Regions from separate parts of the Mus musculus genome. Here region 1 is linked to region 2. A link is a contact called in public HiChIP or PLAC-seq data. All regions are on one chromosome and are shown on one strand. Each heading gives the region's core, a stretch centred on a gene start, on an enhancer-like site or on the middle of the called end of the contact. The rest is flanking DNA. Distances are from core to core; before and after follow the strand shown. Region 1 holds the start of Klc3 (kinesin light chain 3). Region 2 has its middle 11 kb from the start of Fosb.

Evidence for each region. HiChIP or PLAC-seq counts read pairs in DNA pulled down with a chosen protein or histone mark.
Region 1: an HNF4G HiChIP or PLAC-seq map of pancreatic cancer cells shows a contact between it and region 2. The contact joins the promoter of Klc3 here to the enhancer-like site in region 2. A contact is called at or near these places in 4 of 39 promoter capture datasets (the HPC-7 cell line, embryonic stem cells and stem cell-derived epiblast-like cells), 3 of 115 datasets of contacts at active chromatin or transcription factors (CD8 T cells, embryonic stem cells and pancreatic cancer cells) and 2 of 9 other capture datasets (adipose tissue and liver).

The regions. Positions count from the first base shown.
Region 1 is chr7:19,401,620-19,406,117 of GRCm38.p6, forward strand. Klc3 (kinesin light chain 3) reads right to left here and starts at 2,485. Exons shown (of 13, transcript NM_001286039.1): 1 at 2,402-2,485. Gm38954 (a long non-coding RNA gene) reads left to right here and starts at 4,070. Exons shown (of 3, transcript XR_881873.2): 1 at 4,070-4,149.
Region 2 is chr7:19,318,332-19,322,944 of GRCm38.p6, forward strand. No RefSeq gene overlaps it. Among named protein-coding and RNA genes, the nearest start is that of Fosb, 11 kb to the left of the region's middle. RefSeq lists an enhancer at 1,076-1,935. Within about 2 kb of position 1,775, at least 330 of the 459 cell types and tissues checked have an H3K27ac peak or open chromatin away from gene starts, as enhancers often do. A contact at or near this core is called in CD8 T cells, adipose tissue, pancreatic cancer cells and 1 more, where this site is marked.

The DNA.
Region 1 (4,498 bases), core at 1,235-3,734, 84 kb after region 2:
TGGAACTCACTCTGTAGATCAGGCTAGCCTCAAACTCAGAGATCTGCCTGCCTCTTCCTCCTGAGTGCGCCACTTCTGCTGGGTTTAATACATGTAATTTTTAAAGAGATAATCCTCCATTACACAGTGAGTTCAGTGCCCACCCCACCCCACCCCACTTCCTTTGGTGATCTTGGGGCTGCCTGAAGTAGCATTTTCTAAGTCTCAGCGTAACATGTGGAGGCATGTGAGGTGCTCCTTCAGCAGTCTAGCCCAGAAAGAGACCCAACCTCAAACTCAGATATACAGTTTCTACTTTGTGAGTATCATTTTCAAAGGCTTTAAAGTCAAAATCTTAACTCAGATGGTCTTATTGGGTACCGCCAGGTTATGACTCAACCTCTGGAGGGGCATAGTGGCCCACACCTTTAAGCCCAGCATTCAGGAGGCAGAGGCAGGAGGAGTTCCATGAGTCCAAGGCCAGCCTGATCTACAGAGTGAACTCTGTCTAAAAATAAAATAAAATAAAATAAAATAAAATAAAATAAAATTTCAGGAGCAGGACCGGATCGAGCAGGAATGGGAAAAAACATTTTGGGGCTGGAGAGATGGCTCAGCAGTTAAGAGCACTGACTGCCCTTCCAGAGGTCCTGAGTTCAATTCCCAGCAACCACATAGTGGCTCACAACCACCTGGAATGAGATCTAATACCCTTTTCTGGAGTGTCTGAAGACAGCTACAGTTTATTTACATATAATAAATCTTTGAAGAAAGAAATAACATTTCAACTTCTCCCCAGATGTGGAGTCTCACACCTGTAATCCCAATACAGAAATGGGAGGATCAGGTGTTCAGGTCACTTCATCTCTACAAACAAAACCAAAATACCATACCATATACGAGGCACGTGAGTAAGATCACCGGTGAGCGCGTGTAGAACCTGGGTAGGCTCAACCTCACACACCCTGTAAGTAGTCAGTCTCACACAAGCTCAGGGTGAGCCATCCTGACTCTGCCCCAGTGTGGCCAGGATCACCACCGCCCTCCCCACCGCACAATCTCAGACCCAAGGGGCCATGCTCCATATGCAGCTTCCCACAGCTCAGCCGCAGCCATCTGCCACTCGAGCTGTCCCCGGCACTCACAGGAGCCCCAAGAGAGCTTCACTAGTCCACAGCAGGCTTGCCCCACACTCACGTGTGTGCACGTATACACACACACACACCTAAGTAAACCTCAGCTTGCAGACACAGTCACCCACATACCCACACACAGCCAACAGTTAGTCAGTGACAGTCACATATCACTGACACAATTCCACACACTCCACCCCCACTGCCACGCAACACCTAGATCCAACCCCATTCCCTGCCACACATGGCCATCTGTGTGAATCAACCACAAGTATACAGTTGACCCAGTATCTCAGTCACACATGCTCAGTGCTATGCACAGTCCGCATGTAACACACACACACACACACACACAGGAGACAGACAAGATCATCCACATTCACTCTGTCCCCATCACTGAGTAACATGGTAGCTCATTTCTTTTACACTCTTACCCACAATGTGACTCTTTCTTACTTTTAAAATATATATAATTTTATATATACATATGTATGTGTATATATATGTTGATACAGATTTTCTCTAATATATATACATATGTATGAATATGTATACATTGACACAGAATTTCTCTGTGTAGCCCTGGCTGTCTTCAGAGATCCGCCTGTCTCTGCCTCCCGAGTGCTGGGATTATAGGTGTGCATCATGATGCCTGGTCCCTAGTCAACTTTTTTCCCTTTATGTACTTATTGTGTGTGCAGAGGCACATGGATTGCCAAGAGAACAACTTGCAACTTAAGGGAGGAGTCCTTTCTCTCCTCCCACCTTTCGGATCCTGTGGATCAAACTTGAGAAATAGACAGTTTGGCATCAACACCTTTACTCTCCTTGCTGGCCCACGTTCCTTTTCTTTTTCTCCCTCCCTTTGGCATCTGTACCCACATCCGCCCTCCTTCTGTCTCTCTCCCTTGAGTACGAAGCCCAGGCTCGCTCGCCTCCAACTCCGCTCCTCCCGCCTCAGTTTCCACAGTGCGCCCTGCCTTACTCTCCCTCTCTTTGCACACCTCGCGCAGGCTCCCTTACCATGCATGTCTTGCACCCTCAGGCTGCAGCGGGGGACCCTCCGACAGCCGGCCAGCCCCTCCCCGCGGCCGCGGAGACCCTGCACCGGACTTCGCGTCACAAGGCCCCGCCCCGCCCGCAGCTGTTTTTCTACTCCGCTAGGGGCCGGGCGGGGCTCCGCGGGGACCCCGAGGCTCATCCCGGCCACCAGGTCCCTGGCTCCCTCCCTCCATCCCTGCGGCCCCCTCGGGAATCCCGAAGCAGCCGCCGCCGTCCCCCGTGCCCACCTGACGGCCGCCCGCCCGAGCCGCCTCGCTGCGCGGAGACCGGGCTGCTCCCGCTGCGCGGCCGCCGCCTTCCCGGAGGCTCCTGAGGGAGGTGGGGCAGGGCAAAGCCACGCCCCCGCAGGTGCGCAGGCCGCGCCCTCCGCCAGCACACATTGAGAAACCTGTGGTCTAGAGGCGGGGCGGGGCCGATGGAGGCAACGCACGCCCCCGCAGGCGCCCAGGCCACGCCCTCTGCCGCAGCATTCGGTGAAACCTGCGTTCCGAGAACTTCTGAAAACTTTATCTGGGGGCCTTCGAGAAGGCTCAGACAGTAAGGGTGCATGCTGCCAATCCTGAGGAGCTGAGTTCGATCCCTGAGACCTTCAGGGTGGACAGAGACGGACTCCCACATGTTGTTTTCTGACTTCTACATGTGTCCAGTCATACATACACAAATATGGAATAAACAGATGGCTCATCAGGTAAGAGTGCTGGCTGCTTTTGCAGAGGACCCAGGTTCGATTTCCAGAACCCACATGTCGGCTCAAAATCATCTGTAATTCCAGTTCCAGGGAGATCCAGCACTTTCTTCCAGGGCCTCCACAGACACACATAAAATAAAGATAAAAATCTCCAAAAAATATTGTTTTAATAATTACAACCTGAAGACCTTGCACAACTATTCCTGGCTGAGAAGATGGTAAGGGCGCTAGCTGCCAAGCTTGACAGCCTGAGTTTCATCTCCAAGAACCATGAAAACTGACTCCTGGGAATTATTCCGGAGTTGGTCAAGGAGAGCCTGGATGGATTCACATGCATGGATGGAACGTGGGCACCCACACACGTGCATTTGTGTATACATACGGACACATAAGTAAGAGGGGTTTTCTTTATTTTAAAGATTTATATTACTGTGCATTGGTGTTCTGCCTGTAGATCTGGGTGAGGGCATCAGATCCTCTGGAACTGGAGTTACAGACAATTGTGAGCCACCATGTGGGTGCTGGGAATTGAACTTGGGTCTTCTGGAAGACCTGAATTGATTAACATGAGCTAACAGTAGTGTGTGCACTGCTGGGAGTGGTACCCAGAGCCCTGTGAATACAAGGAAAAAGCATCTACTATTTAGCTCTCCCTGCCATATATATATTTATAGATATAGATATAGATGTGTGTGTGTGTGTTGATTTTATTAATTCTCTCTGCCCTCCTTTTCTGAGGCAGGGTCTCACTTAATTCTGAAAATACAGCCACTGTACCCTAGTTACCTTTATTTTATTGAGGGGGGATAGAGTCTCCCTATAAAGCTCAGCTGGGCTCAAACTTACAGTCCTGCCTCAGCCTCCTGAATAGCTCCCATGCTGCAGTATCTAAGAATCTCTTAATGTAGGCTCCTGGGTCTTTAATATTCTACAACGCGTGCCCTGTGTCTCTCTGGTCGTCTTCAAGGTCAAGACTGTAGAGTGGCATGATGCAGATGCGCAAAAAGTATTTACAGGATGAACGAAGCAAATTCTAGAAGTTATGAAAGGTCCCTGCAGTGCACGAAACCGCCACCAGATGGCACTGCGGGTCCACGGAGCCGCCTCGGTGTGCTCGCCCTCCAGAGCCTAGATGTCCTCCTCCAGGAAGCTCTCAGTGGCCACTTCTGTGACACCACCCCCGCCCCCCTTCCCAGCCCCAGGCTCGCAGCCTCGTGGCCTCGGGTGTCGTCATCCCTGCACACTCCAGGTCGCCACACTAGAGACAGGTGCCCGCCAAATTGAACTGTGAGTGCATGGCAGCGTCCTGGAACCTGAGTATGAGTTGAAGCCTAGACATAAATCGTGTTGTAACGGTTCTAGTTATTTCTAGAATAAAGAGGAATGGAGAGGGCAGCTAAGTTCTGTGCCACCGCTCTGGTCTTAGGACACTAACAACAGATCTGCTGCACGTTCATCATGAAGCAGACAGGGGCTGGTCAGGTGCAGATCCCAGCTCTGTCATTTGCTGGCTGTGTGCTGTCCTCCGGTTCCTTCTGTACAGAACCAGATTCAGGGAACCTACTTCCGGAGATCGTTGTCCGCAGTTCCTCCAAAGGTTTTTGGGTGGGTGAGACGGCTCAGCATCTAAAGGCTC
Region 2 (4,613 bases), core at 525-3,024:
CTTCCAGCCTGGCAAAGAAATGGGGACAGAACTCCCAGCAAACAGGTCCTCAGGTGTGTGATCACAAGCAGACCCTCAGAGCCTGTCCCTCACAAGGCATAGTACACTGCAAAGGACAGGCAACTCTGGAAATTGTAGGTGCTATCATGGCCGTGCCATAAGCCTATCATCCCAGCACTTGGGAGGCTGAGGCAGGAGGATGGGGAGTACAAAGCCAGCCTGGGCTATAAGAAGACCCAGCTTTTTATTTTTTTTAAGGACAAGAAAAGGAACTAGACTTGTAGCTCCATGGTACAGGGCTTCTCCAGGAGGCGTGAGGCCCTGGGTTCAATCACTGATACTGTCTCAACTGGGCATGAGGGTACATGCCTGCAATCCTAGCACTCAGAAGGTGGAGGCAGAAGAATTGCCATCGATCTTCCTCCGCTATAAAGTTTGAAGCAATCCGGACAATGTTAGACTCCGTCAAAAAAAAGAAACAAGAAACAAATGAGGAAGTCGAGTTCAGTGCGCAGAGAGAGTTCTGGGATTGTAGTTCTGGGGTGTTTGCACCCACGGCCTTGTGCACACTAAGTAAGCTGCTCTATCAGCTGCAGCCCCAGAGCATCTTTGAGTGGATTGTCTGAGCACACATAGTTAATATACAGGAGGCAGAATGCCTCTGCCAGAGGTGAAGCCACCCACAGGCACTTTCACATTCACAAGCTTCCCAGATCACCTGGGAGGCCCTCACACAACTCTCTCTCTCTCTCTCTGTCTCTCTCTGTCTCTCTCTGTCTGTCTCTCTGTCTGTCTCTCTCTCTGTCTCTCCCTCTCTGTCTCTCTGTCTCTCTGTCTCTCTCTCACACACACAGATACACTCACAAACACAAACCAAATACAACAACACACACACTCACAAACATTCACACAACACACACACATGCACAGTGGTCCTCACACAACTCTCTCTGTCTCTGTCTCTGTCTCTGTCTCTGTCTGTCTGTCTGTCTCTCTCTCTCTCTCTCTCACACACACACACACACAGACATACTCACAAACACAAACCAAATACAACAACACACACACATGCACAGTGGTCCTCTGGAACCTGCTGTCTATCGCACAACTGGGCACTGTCCCCAGAACTCACTCCACTCATGCGGTCACACCATGCTTCTCTCTGTCTGCTCAGAGATTCGGCCCAGCCCTGGTCACATGAAGCAGCAGCATGGGGGGCCTTGGGAGGAGGGGTGCTGGGGCCAGTGGGTAGACCCTCCCAGTTCGCGGACTGTTTCACAGACAGAGCCCGGATGCTTCAGACTGGCGGAGTGAGACAGGTAGGCAAACCTACAGGGGAGAGAGGGAACGGAGGGCAGGCAAGGGCTGTGGCTCTAGGTCTGTGCGTGTGCACAGGTCATACACTGCTCAACCATCTCCAATGGTGGTGGGAATCCCCCTGACCTAGCACTACACCCAGAAACTTAGGATCTGAGGTCACAGTGACACGCTTGAGAAGGGCCACCTCTCCTCTTTTTGTGCTCCTGTTTTTGAGTGCTATGGTTTGAGGGGAAGGAGACAGTCAGCGAGCGGGAGGCTCCGGACGGACAGGCACTCCGGGGAGGAGGGGGCGCAAACAGAAAGCAGACAGTGGTAATTTGGGGATACGGGTGTCCCCTCGCTGCCATCTCCGGGTCGAGCCGTCTGTCTGCCCTGGCCGGTCTTGGCTGCTGTGCGCGGTCGCGCCGCTTGGCCAGGGACAAACAACCTTCCCGTCGCTAGGTAACGGCGTGCCACAGGCTGCCGCGTCACTGCGTCAGCGCGGGCGGCCGGGGGGGAGGGCGCACGGAGTCGCAACGGCGCTGTGGTTTGTTGACGTTGCTAGGCAACCGCCGCGGCGCTGCCCAGGCAACGCGAATCGACTGTTCTCCGTCTTAAAGTAGCAGGAGCCCTTCCTGGTTCCCGGGAGGAGACCCTGGAGCTGTAAGAAGAAGAAGAAGAAAAAAAAAACAGTTCCTTTCTGACTACCGGGACAGTCAGTGGATTTGGAGGCTGGGTTAAGTTTACCCCGTTCTCAAAGCGGAGACAGAATACCAGGTTGCAGCTGGCAGCTGTAGATAGATATCTTTATTTCTTTTTTCCTTCTTTTCCTTTTTTTCCCCCCTCGGTGTCAAAACAGGTCTCTGTAGCCCTGGTTGTCTGGAATTCACTCTGCAGACCAGGCTGGCTTCGAACTCACAAGAGATCCATCTGCCTCTGCCTCTCAAGTGCTGGGATTAAAGGCGTGCACCATCATCGCCTGGCTTAGATATTTCAACTCAAGTACTTGAAATGTTGGTGTTTGTTGGTTGTACTTTTGGTCAGGTTGGCTTGCAGCAGGTGCGTCGGGTACGTGGTAGTGAGAAAAAAAAAAAAAAACTGGATTCTGGTCCCTGCTCTGTAACTTTGACCTGTGAGCCCTTTCTTTACTGAGGTGGCATCGTCACATTGCTCACCATAAGAAGTGTGAAATCGCTAAATTCTGTAAAGCGGGTAGTGGGCAGAAGCACTTGCCACCAAGCCTGAGAAAATGACTTGAGTTCCTAGGACCCACATGATAGAAGAGTTTTCCTCTGACTTCTACATTTGCATGCTGGCACCTGTCCTCCTACCCTACATAATAAGTAAATAAATGACAATAAGAAACTGACCTGGTTCTGTACCTCACTGATTTTAAGATAAACGAGCAAGGGAGATGGTTCAGTGGGCAGAGGCGCTTGGTGTTAACCTGAGTTCGATCCCTGGGACTTAAATACAGGTGAAAAGAGAGAATTGACTTCTGTAGGTTGTTTTCTGACCTCTACACACAGGACATAGCACTTAATTCACCCCACACGGAACAGGTTAATAAAAATGTAAAATAAGTGGCGAACAGGAATGAACATATTTCATGCACTGTGGCGTACTAAATAGGCAGCTCTGTTGTATACTAGTGATTTTTTAAATACATTTTTTGATTTATTTATGTACATGAACGTGCACCACCTGAGTGTCTGGGGGTTACAGATGGTTGAAATGTGGGTGTTGGGTGGGAATCGAACCCAGGACCTCTGCAAGAGCAACTGTTCATAACCACTGAACCATCTCTCCAGCCACTATTAGTGATGTTTTTATTATGTCCCACCAACTGGCAGGTGGTGCTGCAACCCTGCCATTTAAATCCTGACTGTGTGACCCTAAGTCAGTGACTTGTCCTCTCTGACCCCACTTTCTCCTTTGTGAAACCCATGATCTCTGTGTCACAGAGTCATTTCCGGGTAACGGTCCTGGGTGGGGGTTCCCCTCATGGGGCTTGTCAGGTCGATGACCTGTGTCTGTGTAGTGACTCACCATGCAGTGTTATGTAAAGCTCTTAGGTTCTGCATGGAGGGCAGGTTATGTAAACGATGTCTTTGGTACATCCTACGTAGGAGACCTGGAGAGGAGAACCTGGTCCCCTGAGATTGTCAACCCATGGCAATGGCTTTGACTAGCAAGCATGGCTCATGTGTATACACACTGTTGAAAGAACATACACCCCTCCTGGGGTGGGGGTCCCTCTGTCTGCCTAATTATCATTCTGCCTTCCAGTCATGGGTTTACTTGAGAACTTTATGTTTATTAGTTTATTATTTCTGTGTGTGAGTCTGTGTGTTTTGCCTATAAAAGCCAAGTTCTGATGCCTAGTAGGATAGGTTCTGCAAAGACACAGTGCGGGGGGGGGGGGCGCGGGGGGGGGGCGGGGGGGGGAGGAAGCACAAACAAGAGTTCCTTCAACTGCAGCAAGGTAAAGAGGTGCAAGTATGTATCCCAGCCACTCAAGAGGCTGGGGGAGGGGAAATACAGCCATTCCAACCTCAGTGACTAGACAAAACATGTGTTTGAAAATAAAAGGAGATGGGAATGTAGCTCAGTGGTAGAGCCCCAGCCTGGAATCCTCCAGTGAGGGGTAGGGACATGGCTTCTTAGTAGAGCCCCTGTCTAGAAACCCCCAGTGAGGGGCTGGGGTGTAGCTCAGTGGTAGAGCCCCTGCCTAGAATCCCCCAGTGAGGGGCTGGGGACATGGCTTATGCTTTGAGTGCTTTTCTAGCCCACAGAAAGCTCTGGATTCCATCTCTAGTGCAGACAGATAGACAGACAGAAGTGACAGGTAGAAAGCGTTTGTTTTCATTCCATCAGAAAACACATCTCCAAGAGCCCAGGGCCACATCTCGGTAGACATGTGTGACTAACTTACACAGGTTGTTGCAGGAAGTGTGGGGTGTGCCTGCTTTAGGACTGTGATTGATCGTGGAAGGCTGTGGGTCCTCCCCTTGGCATGTACCAGCCTGTCTGTAAGCTAGTGACCCAAGTCGGCACAGGGGATGTGGCCTGACAAGCCTCGCACCTGTCAAGCAACATTTTCCCCGTTGGGTCCAGACAACACCCTGCTGGATGTGGTTACCTGAGAACCTTGCCGCAGAGCTGCGGGACAAGCCCACATGGAGGGGTGCAGCGCAGGCTGTAGCTCTGGAAGCTGACGATGTTTGTTGTATCTTGGTGCCTGAGTCTAGGGGGTTCTGTCTTCAGAGACAGTGAATCGTACATCTGAGATGAATGACATTTTGGGGGTCTTA